Linked DNA regions of Mus musculus: all the other regions are linked to region 4. The links are chromatin contacts, called in public ChIA-PET, HiCAR-type and promoter capture Hi-C maps. All regions are on one chromosome and are shown on one strand. The core of a region is the stretch at or near the end of the contact, and the rest is flanking DNA. Distances in the headings are between cores, read along the strand shown.

The links. ChIA-PET counts read pairs in DNA pulled down with a chosen protein or histone mark. HiCAR-type assays count read pairs that join an accessible place to other places. Capture Hi-C pulls out chosen DNA fragments and counts their contacts.
Region 1: a contact with region 4 is called in a HiCAR-type map of astrocytes, with 2.0 times the contacts expected there. The contact joins the promoter of Mnd1 here to the promoter of Fbxw7 in region 4. A contact is called at or near these places in 2 of 39 promoter capture datasets (the C10 cell line and pre-B cells) and 1 of 115 datasets of contacts at active chromatin or transcription factors (astrocytes).
Region 2: a promoter capture Hi-C map of liver shows a contact between it and region 4, with 2.3 times the contacts expected there. The contact joins the promoter of Tlr2 here to the promoter of Fbxw7 in region 4. A contact is called at or near these places in 1 of 39 promoter capture datasets (macrophages) and 1 of 9 other capture datasets (liver).
Region 3: a contact with region 4 is called in an RNA polymerase II ChIA-PET map of memory CD8 T cells, with 5 read pairs. The contact joins the promoter of Trim2 here to the promoter of Fbxw7 in region 4. A contact is called at or near these places in 3 of 115 datasets of contacts at active chromatin or transcription factors (memory CD8 T cells, microglia and pancreatic cancer cells).
Region 5: an RNA polymerase II ChIA-PET map of memory CD8 T cells shows a contact between it and region 4, with 13 read pairs. The contact joins the promoter of Tmem131l here to the promoter of Fbxw7 in region 4. A contact is called at or near these places in 3 of 39 promoter capture datasets (the C10 cell line, the HPC-7 cell line and pre-B cells), 3 of 484 Hi-C or Micro-C datasets (the C10 cell line, embryonic stem cells and erythroblasts), 3 of 115 datasets of contacts at active chromatin or transcription factors (astrocytes, double positive thymocytes and memory CD8 T cells) and 1 of 9 other capture datasets (adipose tissue).

What each region holds. Positions count from the first base shown.
Region 1 is chr3:84,154,530-84,157,229 of GRCm38.p6, forward strand. Mnd1 (meiotic nuclear divisions 1) reads right to left here and starts at 1,257. Exons shown (of 8, transcript NM_029797.3): 1 at 1,133-1,257. The coding sequence starts at 1,135.
Region 2 is chr3:83,840,301-83,843,000 of GRCm38.p6, forward strand. Tlr2 (toll-like receptor 2) reads right to left here and starts at 1,308. Exons shown (of 3, transcript NM_011905.3): 1 at 1,220-1,308; 2 at 589-836.
Region 3 is chr3:84,258,514-84,261,213 of GRCm38.p6, forward strand. Trim2 (tripartite motif-containing 2) reads right to left here and starts at 1,266. Exons shown (of 12, transcript NM_001271727.1): 1 at 812-1,266.
Region 4 is chr3:84,814,280-84,816,979 of GRCm38.p6, forward strand. It overlaps Fbxw7 (F-box and WD-40 domain protein 7), which reads left to right and starts at 1,298. Exons shown (of 14, transcript NM_001177773.1): 1 at 1,298-1,490. It overlaps Gm35486 (predicted gene, 35486), which reads right to left and starts at 154. Exons shown (of 1, transcript NR_165832.1): 1 at 1-154.
Region 5 is chr3:84,038,849-84,041,548 of GRCm38.p6, forward strand. Tmem131l (transmembrane 131 like) reads right to left here and starts at 1,313. Exons shown (of 35, transcript NM_172681.4): 1 at 1,129-1,313; 2 at 467-537. The coding sequence starts at 1,252. Gm30352 (a long non-coding RNA gene) reads left to right here and starts at 1,373. Exons shown (of 4, transcript XR_867387.3): 1 at 1,373-2,063.

The DNA.
Region 1 (2,700 bases), core at 7-2,506, 660 kb before region 4:
GCCAAATCGAAATAGTAATTCACATTCGGAAAGAGGTCAAAAGTTTAACTTTGACCAGACTAACAGTGAACTTTTTCCTGCTCATATATAAAACTAATAGCAATACCTGCGTGAAGAGTTAAGAGCCATTAAATCCCTTTGGCAGTAGGCAACTGCCCTATAAAGAGGGTTAAATAAGAGGGTGAGGCCGGCACATCAATAATTCCTAGTTCCTTTTAGTCGGGTACTTAAATTCTACAAAGAGAAACATGATAACACCAAACACTGGTAACACTGTTGTTTTGAATCTGGTCCTGGGCTCCTTGGGCCATTGCATGCCCAGGTGGCCCGTCTGTTAGTTTAACCACAAAGAAGCCGTTATCAGTTATAATTACAGCTGGGCAATTTTTTTTTTTTCAAATAAATGCCCAACGACCTGATCCTTGTCCACCCTGTGTGACGACCAAAATTAACTAAATTAAGATATTAAAATCTGGGGTCACTCTAGCGACTCGTTGATACTCTGTCGCCAAAAGTGGAAAGAATGACACAAAACTTTGAAGGTAGTTGAAAAAAAAAAACGATCCAAAGGGCAGAGAGTCATTAAGTCCGAATAGACAACGGCGATTGGTAGTAAACCAGGATTGGCCCGCAGAGAGCAGGGTGGGGTGGGGGGTGGGGGAGGCTGGGGTGGGGGGTGGGGCGTCCTACCCTGCCCTTAAAGGCGGGGGTGCGGGGTGGGGTGGGGGTGTCACTGCCATGATCTAAAGGCGGAGTGATCTGGGCGGCTCCTGTTAGCATACTAAGTACAGTGGTGGGGTGCAGCTGAAAAAGGGGAGCGCCGTGCCAAGCAAGTAAAAGGCCCCGGGTTCTAATTCCAGGAGAACCGAAGGGCACTGAACACTTCAGTGGCCAACTCCGCAGCGCGTGCGCCCTGGGGTTCTCGGTCGGGAGCCGCGGATCGGTCCAACTTGCGGGGCTTCTGGATTCGGTTCTAGAACGCTCCGGTTCGGAACCAGGGCGGCGCAGGCCGCCATCAGGGCTCGGGCGCAGCAGTGGGCGCGGGGCCAACCTCACAAGGCCTGGCCAGGCACAACCCCTGCTGCCGCGGCCCCGAAGCCCAGAGGTGCGCGCGTCGGAGCCTCGCTCTTACCATGCTGCGCGAGGCGGCCTCCCTGTTTGAGTCTGGCGCCAACAACCGCGTGGGGTGGGAAGGACCGGAGGAAGTGCAGGGGAGATGCAACGACCCCTGGCGGCCCTGGTAGGACTGCGGGACCCGAGGGAGGAGCCGAGCCTGGGCGGGGCTTGAGAAGATGGGCAGGGCGGTGAGGGGCGCGGCCTGAAATAATGGGCAGGTCCAGTAGGGGAGGAGCCTGAGATGGGCAGGGCCGGACTGAGACCAGATGGACCAGTCTGGGTTGGGCAGCCTGTAGGCAGAAAGGAAAAGTTGGGGCCTGGCGTGGGAGCTGGAGCAGGGAAGGCTTCTGTTCCCTTCCCGTGCCTCTGGGGTTGCAGAGTTGCTTACTACTTAAGTGTTCAATGTAGCTTTTAGTTTTCTTTTTAAAAGGCAACTTTTGAGTCTTCGCTTTTAAGTGTGTTCTTTTAGCTTAAAAAAAAAAATATGGGGCTTTGGCTGCAAGAAACGAGTACATTTAGAAAAGAAATTCTTTTTCTATTTTATTTTATTTTTGTCTTATTTAATTTTATTATTTGGCTTTTTTGGGACAAGGTTTCTCCGTGTAGCCTTGGCTGCCCTGGAGCTCTCTCTGTAAACCAAGCTGGCCTCGAACTCAGTGATTTGCTTGCTGCTGCTCCCTAAATGCTGGGATTAAAGGCGAGCACCAACCTCTAGCCTTAAAAAGTCCTCTGATACAGAGCGGTGAGAGTGTACAGAGTAGTGCAGGTGTTCTGCATTACAAATGAAACGTAAATATTCTAGTGCTGCTGACTGTCAGACCTTAATAAAGAGTATGTGGGAGCTTTCTAAATTATTTCTTGCAACTACTAGTGAATCTGTCTCTCAAAGTTTCACTAAAACCTTTATTTTATAAGATAGGATAAACGTGATTAGCAAAAATCATCCAAAGCATTTACAAAGGAGAGCAATAGTCGGGGATGGGGGTGAGTATGTATCCAAACCTGCTTGCCATGCTCATACCCTGACAACAGGCATATAGCAGAGATGTTCCTGTCAATTATGTGACACAGAGTTTTCATCACATCCACTTTATTAACGCTTTTCTAGAGTTCTTAATTTGCTCTTTATCACAGTTACTTTTTTAAGTTTTTTTTTCAATCCTAGGTTTTCAGGACAGGGCTTCCTGACAGCAAGTCTCTCTCTCTCTCTCTCTCTCTCTCTCTCTCTCTCTCTCTCTCTCTCTCTCTCTCTCCCTTCCCCCTCCTCCTCTTCCTATGTTATTATTATTATTACAATAAAAATAAGTTTATCCAATCAAGTAACAACTATACAAATGCAAGCAATTTTAGTCATTTTCTTTTTGGTCAACCTATATTAGACCTGAAATCTTTACTGAAAGTTCCCAGGTGATGGTGAAGTGTGGTTGGTTGCTCATCTATGCACATAATTTATGTGTTTTAAAGACTGAGGTCAAAGCACAGAGTCAGTCAAATACTTGAGCAAAAAGTCAACCAATTAGAGCTTCTGTTGTACGGTGAACAGACCAGCTGAGAAGTAAAATGAGCTGTGTCAGTCCCTAGAGG
Region 2 (2,700 bases), core at 58-2,557, 970 kb before region 4:
ACGTTCTGAATTGTTTCCCTATGTTAAGTGTTCTCCCTTAAGCTTCACTTCTTTAAATGGGAGGGTGATTTTTCATTGGGCACTTATCCCGTTAAATGTTAACTTATAAATTTAGAACAAACAAACAAACAAAAACTTGGTAGCTTAGAAACTTCCAAAACATACTGTCAATGCCTGGCAGTTTTTGTATTCACTAATTAAAGGTTTAAGGTGCAAGTGTTCTTTGCTTAGAACAGAAAAACAAAACAAAACAAAACAAAAACAAAACAAACAAAAAAACAAAAAAACAACAAAAAACTTCGAGTGTAGTGAAATAAGATATTTTCCAGTACTCATAATATTTCCCTTTTGGGGAGGAAAAGGGTCTCTCCGTCTGAGTCCAGCCACCTTACCTACCATTTGCTCTTTGCTGAAGAACTTTCTGTCAGATCAAAAGCCTCCAGGCAATCTGAGCGTTTTACACCCGAAATAATATTTCTCCTTTTTGAAACTAGAAAAGCCTTTTCCTGACATCTAAGATGTAAACACAAGGTTCTCGTTTATAGGACTGAAGAAGTCATAAGATACTTATTAAAAGACTCCACTCACGCTTTGTCTGAGGTTTCGGTAAGTTGTTTTCTGACCGGTGATGCAATTCGGATGCTCCAGAGATGAACGAAAAGCAGAGAAGTGAAGCCCCTACACTCAGAAACAAGATCCTGGTCAGAAGGAAACAGTCCGCACCTCCTTGAACGACATCTTTTCCACTTCTAGGTCGCAGAGACTGCCGTCCAACCTTCACCATCAGAAACTATGATTGCGGACACATCTCCTGCCAGTGACCGCCTGCCCGGAGCCTGGGGACAAGAGAGGGGTGGACTGGATGTAAGTTGGGACAGCGTCACCGTTCACCCTAGCTTCCCAGGGTTCAGAGACACTACAGACACTCCCTTCTGTGACCCCAGGGCCAGAAAGGCTGTAAAGACGCAGATCACACAGCCGCGGGCTCTGGGACAGTGGCTGCAGCTCTCCGGTGGCCCCCTCTTCCCTGGGTGTCCCTCTTCCTGCAGGGATCACAGCAGGAAACAAACATCTGGCCCCAAAGCTGATCCGCCCGGCTGGGGGCGCAGGTGCTTCACTTTGGAAACCAGGTCCCCGCACAGCACAGCGGCCGCCCCGGTCGATTCGACCCTGTCCGGGGAGGGGTGCAGCAACCCGGCAGCAGGACCGATCCACCTACCTAGGAGTCCTCCAGCCGCCGCTCCCCGTGCCCACTAGCCATCTGGGCACCAGCCTAGGAAGACTGAAGACCTGGAAGTGAGGGAAGGGGATGTCCCCAGGTCAGGGCCCCGAACTTCCCGGTCGCCAGCACCGCCCCCGGTGCGGCAAGCGCCGCCCACAGGGGTCTGCAAGGGGAACGGAGCCTGGCATCAGAGCTGGCAGGAGCCACAGGGCAGGCAAAACAGAACTGAAAGTCCAGAGGCTCCGTGTGGGAATTCCCCAGGTGTCCTAAAGAGAAAGCTGCCTCCCAGCTCGCCTTTTGGCTGAGTTGAGCTGCTGCAAGGATTCTGGAAGGAAGAGGATATTCTGAAGAGACGCACTCTCTTTGGTTATTGGAATGCTCCAGCTAGGAAACGTTAAAAAATTACAGCCCTGTGCCAGTCACAGGGAGTTTTTATCAGTTCACCATGAGGAAAACACTGGAGGCCTGGACAATGATGGCTGAATGACTCGGGGGGATAGCACACCTTGACCAAAACTGCCTACTTATGGATTCTTTCTGTATTATCTAAATCTAAACCTGTGGTGACAGGATGCTGAACTTAGGATGGGGGCGTCGTACACCCTCATTATTTAGTTGTCTTCCTGATGTGGCTACACTGAATAGCTACTTTTCTGCTGTCTACTGATAATCATTTAAATACCCTATCGAGGCCCAAAAGGATAGGCTAGACAGCCAGGGCTGCCAAGACCCAGGTCCTAACTCTAACTACTCTAATCTCAGAATCTCACTTCTCCCTCAAACACATCTTTTGAACTCTTTTGCTATCTCTCCATCCTCAGAGGTTGCAACTTGGGCTCAGGAATATTTTCTCTTTCTCCTCCTTTTCAACACTTTGTCCCCCTGCCCTTATGTCTCTGGGATCCATTTCTGCTCAGCATCTGATAACAGAGTCTACCAGCCTCCATGCAGACCTGAATGGCAGCATTGTGCTTGGGATATGAATGGATAAGGATGGCACAGATATGTTTCTCTTTCCTTGGCCCCCAGAACAGCCCCCCTTCTAAGCATGGGGAAGATTCGGGGCCCCCACTTCTATCTATGGCTTTGAAGCTAAGTACTTCCCTTTCTCTATCCCATAGCTGCATCGCAGAGTGATTCTGAAAACAGCGTAGATTGGTTTGCTTCATGGTGGAGATGTGGCTCCATATTCCAGTTGTAAGGGGAAACCCCCTACTTTAAAACAAGTTAATCACCTGCCTCGGGTGCCTGTGATCCCATTTGACCTCGGCAAGGCGAGATTGGATGCAGAGCAAGCAACCTTACCCCCATTTTCACAAGAAAATGTCCTGTGAATCAGAAATAGCAGCTGAGATTTGAAGTCAGAATTTTTCCCTTAAACCCAGGGGGTCTCTTCCCCTCAGCTCCACATCCCTTGTCCTTATAGGTTGTCAACCTTCCTAACCCTGCAACCCTTCAGTACGGTTCCTCATGTTGTG
Region 3 (2,700 bases), core at 16-2,515, 560 kb before region 4:
TGCAAACTGTCACAAGAACAACCTCTCATGTATATCCTAGCGTGTAGCCTAATCTTTAGACTCTCAGAACTTCAAATGCTGTTAAATGTACTATCTAAAAAGCATTTGAGAGGTGGGGCCGTAACTTATCAGTTCAGCCGAGCATTAATTCCCCAGAACCTCAAAATAAATAAATACGTGTCCCGTTCCCCCTCCCCCCCACACACACACTAGAATTAAAAAGTATTTGAATCTAACGCTATCTGTGCCCTAATTCGATTAAGGAGTTGCAGAAAATAAGTCAGTTGCTCCCTGGAATCGATTAGATTACAAATGGGGAAATGTCTGGGGTTCGCGGAATGCTTTGCATCTGACAAGCATTTTTGGGACAAGCTTCCTCCCCACCCCCAATCCTTTACATCTTGACAGCAGCATGCAGATTTTTCAGCATCAATCAAAAAGCCCAGAAAGGCAACATCTCCACCTTTTAATAAACCAGACGTGCAGCGTGAGCTTGGCCAGAGGGTAAGCGTGAAAACTAATAGACAGGAATCTAGCTGAGTAGTTCCTTCAAAGAGAAAGAACATTTTTTTGTTTGTTTATTTTTGGAAGAAAAAGAAATGGGGTTGGGGGTGGGGGTGGGAAGAGGACACCTTTCCAAGCTTTAAGATTATAGAGTCGCTTTCTACTCCAGGGTCAAATGACTTTGCAAGCGTTCCTTGCAGGTCAGGGTCTGCAGAGGGTCCGTGAGATTCCGGGAACAGTGCTGGCGGGCTGACAGCTCCGAAAAACCGCCCGCGCCCCTCACGCCCCCACCCCCAGGGACACTTACCGCGACCCTCGCGGCTGCTGCTCGCACCCGGATCTCTGGCGGCCGCGGACCCCGGTATCCCGGCTCCCGCCGCACGCGGCCTCACGGTCACACGGCTCGCTCGCGGGACACGATCTGAGCGGCGGGCTCGGCAGAGAGGACGGACGCGAGGAGCGGAGCTGGCCTCGCGGGCCGCGCCGGGGCCTTCCCTCCGTGTCGTCTGTACCAAACAGCTCCTCTCTGGGTCACTTCCATTCTGTGCTCAGTCCCAGAGCGGCGAGACATCTGCTTTCCATAAGCCTCGCGCAGAGGCAAATCCTGGATTAGATGCCAGAGCCCACGGTACAGCTGATCCGCGCACAAAGAGCCGCGGACAAACACGCAAGTTGGTGCCCGGTTCCAGAACGATTCGGATGACTCAGGCGGCCGCAGCCGGGATGCGCCAATCCGCGGCTGGCTGGGTTTTCAGGTCTACTGCGGAAAACTCTCTCTCTCTCACACACACACACCCGCCCGCCCACCCCACGAAAGCACGCTCTGTCCCTGCAGGGGAAGTGACTTCAGCTGTACCGGGCTGAGCGAGCTCGACGCAGCCTGCCTCCACCGCCGGGCGTTCGGTATTGAAAGCACACACTGCTGACCGTGACAAGGGGAAAAGCTTTGCTTTAATTCCAATTCACGAGTCAGTTATGATACAGTCAGCGCTGAAAAGGATGAGGAAGTGCTGTCTTTGCAAATTGATTTTTCATTCTCCCAAACAGCTGGGCAAAATTGCTGTTTCTCCGCCCCCCCCCCCCCCCCCCCCGTCCCTTCCTCACTTTGGAGTGCCTTTGACAGCGTGAAGTCGCTACTTCCTCTCAAGTGCTCTACTGTGTTGGGCTGGTTATGCTAGGGAGACTTACCAGTTCCCAACCCTGAAAAATTACAGTCAAAGAAACATAGGGTGGGGTTGGGGAGAGCACAGATGGGGCTTTTCAATCAGTCTAGAATCCAAAGACAGCTCCCCACCTCCAACCCCCACCTGCCGCCACCTCCCGGACAAGCCTTTTAAATTTTGGGCTTCTGCAGGCTCTAGAACAAAGAGGCTGGGCACTAGCTGATCCTGAATGTGGCTTTAGGGGCAGAGCAGGAGCAATGAAGACAGATAGATGCTCTATGGTGGATGGCAAAGAAGTTAGGTCACCGTGCTTGTCGTCCTAGGTAAACTGGGACCTTGGCATCTGACTAGAAACTAAAGGGACCCTCTGAGAGATTTGGAGCTGGCAAGTGATGTAATAAGATTTCCACCGCAGAAAGATAATTTCACAAGGCTACTCCAACCTAGAAAGGGGGTGGAGGTGAGTTTGAAATGAAGGGGAAAGACTCCAAAGACAGCAAGAGAGAGACTAAAATAAAATGCCCATTACAGGGGTGGGGCAAAGGTATCCTACAGAGGTCATAGCCTCCTGTCTGCCTCCTGTGGCAGGACAAGTAGAAGAAAATGAGAGAGGACCCAGAGAAGCCAGGAGTTGGGTTCAGAACGAGGTCACAGAATACAAATCAGCCACACAGATTTCTAAAGTATTTGGGACCTTCTGGCTAAGCAAGACAGGTTGGGCAGGTGTGTGGTTAGACAGCGAAGGTAAATACAGAGTAGAGAAAAACGGTTTGTATTGGTGTGTTGCATCTGTCAAAACAAAGTACCTGGAAGTGAGGAGATTAAATAACAGAAATAAATTGCCTCACAGCCTGGGAGCCTGCAGCCAGTGTGATGGGAGGAGCTTACTCCAGGAAGGACCCCTGGTTCCTTGGCTAGCGGCATTGTAAGCACTTATTTTCCCTGGCTCGCCGTGACCAGATGTCCGCCTCTTTTTGTAAAACGCTAGCCATATTAGGTTAGGGGCCCACCATACTCCAGAATTACTGCACTT
Region 4 (2,700 bases), core at 48-2,547:
AGCTTAGGCTCGCCTGGGCTCCTCCCCTTCCTCTCTTCAGTTCTGACGCGGCCGTAGAGGCGGCGGCGGCAGCGGCGGCGGTAGCAGCAGCAGCAGCAGCAGCAGCAGCAGTCCCGCGGCCCGAGGCGCACCCACCCGCTCGCAGATCGCGACTTCCTCTTCCCTTGGTGCGTCATCAGAACGCGCCGCAGCCTCCCAGGGCGGGGTGGCTGGAGATGGGGAGAAGAGGCCCGGAGAGGAAGGCGCAGAGAGGAAGGGGAAGGGAGGGGGAGGAGAGCGGTTGCTAGGCGACTTACGTCATCGCTGGGCGCCACTCTCCTCCCGCCCCTCTGTGGAGTGAGGCGAGAGCCCCGCACAGAGCGAGAGAGAGACAGAAGCTGAGCTTCGGGCGCTGCCGCCGCCGCCGGGGAGAGCGTGAGAGCGAGTGAGTGAGCGAGCATCCGAGAGACCCGGCATCCGTGCACTGGCCGCCGCCAAGACCTTTGCCGCAGCCCGGGCCATCGGGAGCCGCGGCCGCCGTCGGCTCCCCCCCTTACATTCCCGGCCGGCAGCGGCTGCTGCACACGCCGAAGCCGGAGCCCCAGCCGGAGCCGGAGCCGGAGCCCGAGCCCGAGCCCGAGCCGGAGCCCGCGGCCGGGGGGCAGGGAGGCGGCTGCCGCGGGTCGGGACTCGTAGCTGCTCAGCCGGGAGAGGACGCCCGCGAGGGGCTGGGCTTTCTGCCTCGTCCCGGACTGTGGGACGAAGGACCCCCCGAGGTGTAGGGAGGGGGTCCCGGCCGCCGCGACACATGCGGGAGCCGGGAGCGGGGGCGGCGCCGATCCGAGCCCGCCGGGTCCCCAGCCTTGCCGCTGTCCACACCAGCCGCCCGGGGCCGTAGCATCCCATAGCGGAGTGTATGAACCCCGGCCCCCAGCCCAGGAGCCACCTCCGGGCCGGGGGGGCGGGGACCCCGATGTGAAACGGCCGCGGCGGCGTGGTGAGCGGCCCCGGCGCCGCTGTCCTCTCCTTCCCCTCCCCTCCCCTCCACCCCCTCTGGGGGGGCTTCTCTTTGGGCCTGCCGCCGCACCCCGGCTCCTCGGCGGGACTCCAGGAGTTCTCGGCGCCCCCTCCCCGCCCCAGCCCCCCAGGGCGGTGGGGCCGGGGGGGAACCTGGGGGGCCGGCTGCAGCCTCCGCCCAGAGGAAACTTTACCCAAACAAAATCTTCGAGCTTTCTGATCGTGACTGTCCCGGGACAAGTGGCCCAGGACGGGCTGAAGCCACCACAGTCTGCAGGGACCCAGGAAGAGAAAAAGCGGTGAGCGAGCGGGGCCGCCACCGCCGCCTCTATCCCAGCAGCGCGGAAGAGACCCGGGTAGCTGCTTGGTGGAGCGACGCTAGCACCGCTTCTTCCTCAGTTCCGCGCCTAGCCAGCCTTCCGCAGCTGCCCGCCTCAGCCCGAAGGAGGAAGGGAGCCAGCCACATTGTCAGCGCCACCGCTCGACTCTGAAGCGTGAGTGGACCCGGGGGAGGGGGACATTATAAGGTGACAAGTGGGAGCGGGTGGGTGCTTTGATGCTGGAGTTCGGCTGTTCCTCGGGAGGGTTGGCAGTGGAAACCTTTCCTTTCTACCAATAGGAGAAAGTGTCAGTTTGCAGGAGTAATGCAAGTACTCGGAGTTTTTTCTTAGAGCAGCTGTGTCTCCAGAGTGGACACTTGCACCTTTTTGGACACTAAACTGAGAAAGCCTATGGCCAGCTCTGTCCCATGCCTTTTCCTGGCAACCTTATTCTGGCAGTGGTTTTTGTTTCAGGGAAACTCCCATGGATTCCCACGTGGGAATCACTTGAATCAACCCTTAATTTTTTTTTTTCCTTTCCTAACTATTGTTTTTGAAGTTGCCTTGGATGGGAAGACCAGATTTCATTTTAGTGCATAGGGGAGTTTGGTGCCCCCAACGCTTTATTTCCCAGGTCTACAGAGTCCGATGTGTAGGGTGCTTGCATGTTTCAGTTGGCTCAGGAAAATCCGAGTTCCTAAGATGCACAACCCACTGAAACTTATTTCAGGGAGAGCACTTAATAAATTACCATTTCGTAAAAGTTGCTGCAGCGCTCTCTCTCTCTCTCTCTCTCTCTCTCTCTCTCTCTCTGTGTTGAGGGAGAGAGGGAGTAATATGTTTTAAGTGGTAGCACATTTTTACTAGGTTTCTACTAGGGACTGGAAGGGCATGCATGCAGCTGTTTTTATTTGGCTCTACTTGTCGACCTTGAGACTTTATACTCTTTTAGGAAAACATTTAGCACTCTGAGTGTTAAATTAGAGGTATAGAAAAGTAATGCTCACATATGTAGGTTAAGCTGACCATCCTAAGGCTTAACGTACTGTAGGATTTCATGTAGCAAGGAACATAGGTAGTAGTTTAAGACTGGAATTCTGGTCTATCCAGACAGCTAAATGTGGGCAGAATAAAGATGCTCTGTAGAAATGACTAGAAACTTGGGAGTATCAATTTATCTACCCATCCATCCATCTTAATTTCTCCATTGAGGGTCATGATTAAATTTGTTTGAAAGTTTTTCACATTTCATGTTTGGGACCTGTTCTCCCCTCCTCTTTTTAAATAATGAACCTCCAAGTTTATCATTCTGCATTATATAGCAATGTATTTCTCTTTGACCAGCCTTCTCAATCTTTCAGGATACAGTTTGTTTGAGGAATGC
Region 5 (2,700 bases), core at 63-2,562, 780 kb before region 4:
TTCATCCCAAAGCTACTTAGGCTAATGGCAAAGTACCACTCACTAACATTTATGAAATCAATATTCCCATTGTGTTCAACCCTCCAGCCACTTGCCATCCACACCACACCCGCCTGCTTAGAGACAGCCGTGGAGACCCAGAAGCGAGTCCTCCGCCCACCCTGGCCCACTAACGAGCCAAGGAAGTCGCCACTAGCCAGGCGCAAGGCTGTGAGACACACAACCCTGCTGAGGTGGCCTGGACACCCACCTTCTGAACTTGGGGCGGCCCTGACTCACACCCTGTCACATGGCGCGGGAGCCAGGCTGAAGAGCCACCGTTGCCAGGTGTTCAGGCTCGGCACGACCGTTTATTTGCCTTGCAAAGTGACCCGAGCGCTCCTGTGCCATTGGGGGGAAGGCCGGCAACCTCCAGGCCTCTCCTCCCTCACACGCCCACACCCGCCCTGTCACCGGTCCTCCTCACCTGAGTGGGCAGCAGGAGTTCCCCTTCTTCTGCCTGCCACAGCTCCACCACGTTCGGCAAGGGCTCAAACGCTGCACGGACACCAAAAAAACACACCGCGTTTGTAATGCACGGCAAAGAAACGCTTCCTGTTTCCTCGCCCGTCCCCTCGTGCCAACCGCCTGCCCCCAAACAAGTCTCCTTCTCCCCTCGCAGGGCAGGCCACCCGAGGGGTGAGCCGAGGATGCAAATACAATGCCCAGCCGGACCCCGGGGTCCAGAAGATGAGGGCGTGCGGGCTTGGTCAAGACCAGGGCATGAGGCCGCCGCACCAAGCACGGCGCGACCCCCAAGCCACCGGGCTGGGGGAAACAAAGCTGCAGGAAGCCGGGCGCGGCGAGGCACCCGCGCGCCACACAAAGCGGGGGATGCGCCCGGGGCGCAGGGGCCCGCGCACAAAGGCTCCGGGGCGTGCGCGGCTAGCGGTCCCTGAGCCCCACGCTGCCCGCTCCTGGCCCGGCCTAGAGTCGCCGAGGGGACGCTGCGGTCGCAGGGCTGCAGCAGCCCGTCTTCCCCAGCCGCCCGAGTCCCCTTCCTCCGCGAACCCTCACAGATTTCAACAGTTCCCTAAAAGAAAGGGGGGGCGGGGCGGCGGGGACAGCCAGCCCCGACGACGGGCTGACCTTGTCCCTGAGCCCCTCCCGGACGGCAGCAGGACAGCAGGACCTGGAAGACGCCCAGCAGAAGGTTCACGGCAGCGGCCGTGCGGCGGTAGGCGCCGGACTGCGGGCGCCGGAGCCCCGCCATGCTGGTGCTCGCCGCGCTCGCTCGCAGCGATCTTGTTCTCTTGTTTGGTGGCGCCGCGGCCGCCAGGCCGCGCCCCGGGCCCGCCCCCGCGCCCTGGCCCCGCCCCGCCTCCGGGCCCGCCCCCCGCTGTTGGGCCCGCCCCCGCAGCTGTTGGACTGCTGCTCAGCGCCGGCGCGCCGCTTGCTCCCGAGCGCGTGTGCTCCGCAGATAGAAGGGGATGGAACGCGGCGGGGAGCGGAGGGACGAAGACAATGCGAACGCTCACAGCGCGCAGCACGTGCCCGAGGGCCCCCAGAAGCTTGACTCTGGGGGCTGGGGCTCGCGGCCCACGGGGAGAGGGTGTTGTCGTGAACTTTCATGAGGTTCTCTTTGTCGATGACACCCGGGCCACGGTGGGGGCACTAACCCCCCGGGGGGAGGGGTCCTGGGAATGAATCGTAGCCCAGCGCTTGGCCTTGAACAGGATATTAGTGGAAATATTGCTGTGGTTGTCAGGAAACGCGAGTGCAGCCGCACAGCTACTGCCTGTTATGCAGCGAGGATATCCGGTGGCTGCGAGGTCTGTAATTTAGAATAAAAAGCTCTCCCAACACCCGAGAGGCTGACCTCAGCGCCGCGTGGCGGTAATGCGCTCAGCGCCCTCTGTGGAGACGGTCCAAATCCTGACAGGTGGGAGAGCTTAGGTTAGACCTTCAAGAGCCCTGCAGATGGACCTGCAGAATCAGACTGCAAAAGTGAGCCAGCCACTTGCTAAACGTAGTTGAAGTGGAGGGCACAGATCGCCTGCCAGTTAACAATATTAATAAGTAGTGTAAGTCATACTTGGAAATTTATTTTCTGCCTCTGTTTTTTTTTTTTTTAAGTTGATTTGCTGTGTGCAGCAAACGTAGCTCGTATGAAACTCAGAGACTGTGAGCTTCAGGAAGTGATGGTGTACACCTGTCTGCTTACATTGATCTTCTGTTTAATTGCTTCTGGAGCCTTCCAGTCTAGACTATGGGAAAAAATGTAGTCTCATAGCAGGTCAGATGTTGGTCAAGGACAATATGAATGATGGATGCTCTCTTCATAATACCATACTGTGAACCTAATCTCTTTGTCTGGATGTAACTCTAAATGAGGTTAAACCACCTGATTTCTTTGCCATACTTAACACTTGATAAAAGCAAATGTCCACATGGAAATGTCATTTTGCTTTGTCCAACTTGAGCAGCTCCAATTATTTCTTACTCCCCCCCCCCCCAGATTGCTTGGGTGCATCCCTGGCAAGGATGTCCTGTCCTATCCCATTGGACCCTTTTTTTCCTCTTCATTTCACTTCTCTGGGTTTCTATTTGCCCCTCGGATACTGAAATTCCCTCACTGCATTCAAGGGTCTCAGAAAATCGATGGTATGTCCCGGCTATCGCATGCAAAGCTCTTGGTTCAGGTCACAGTACCACAAAACC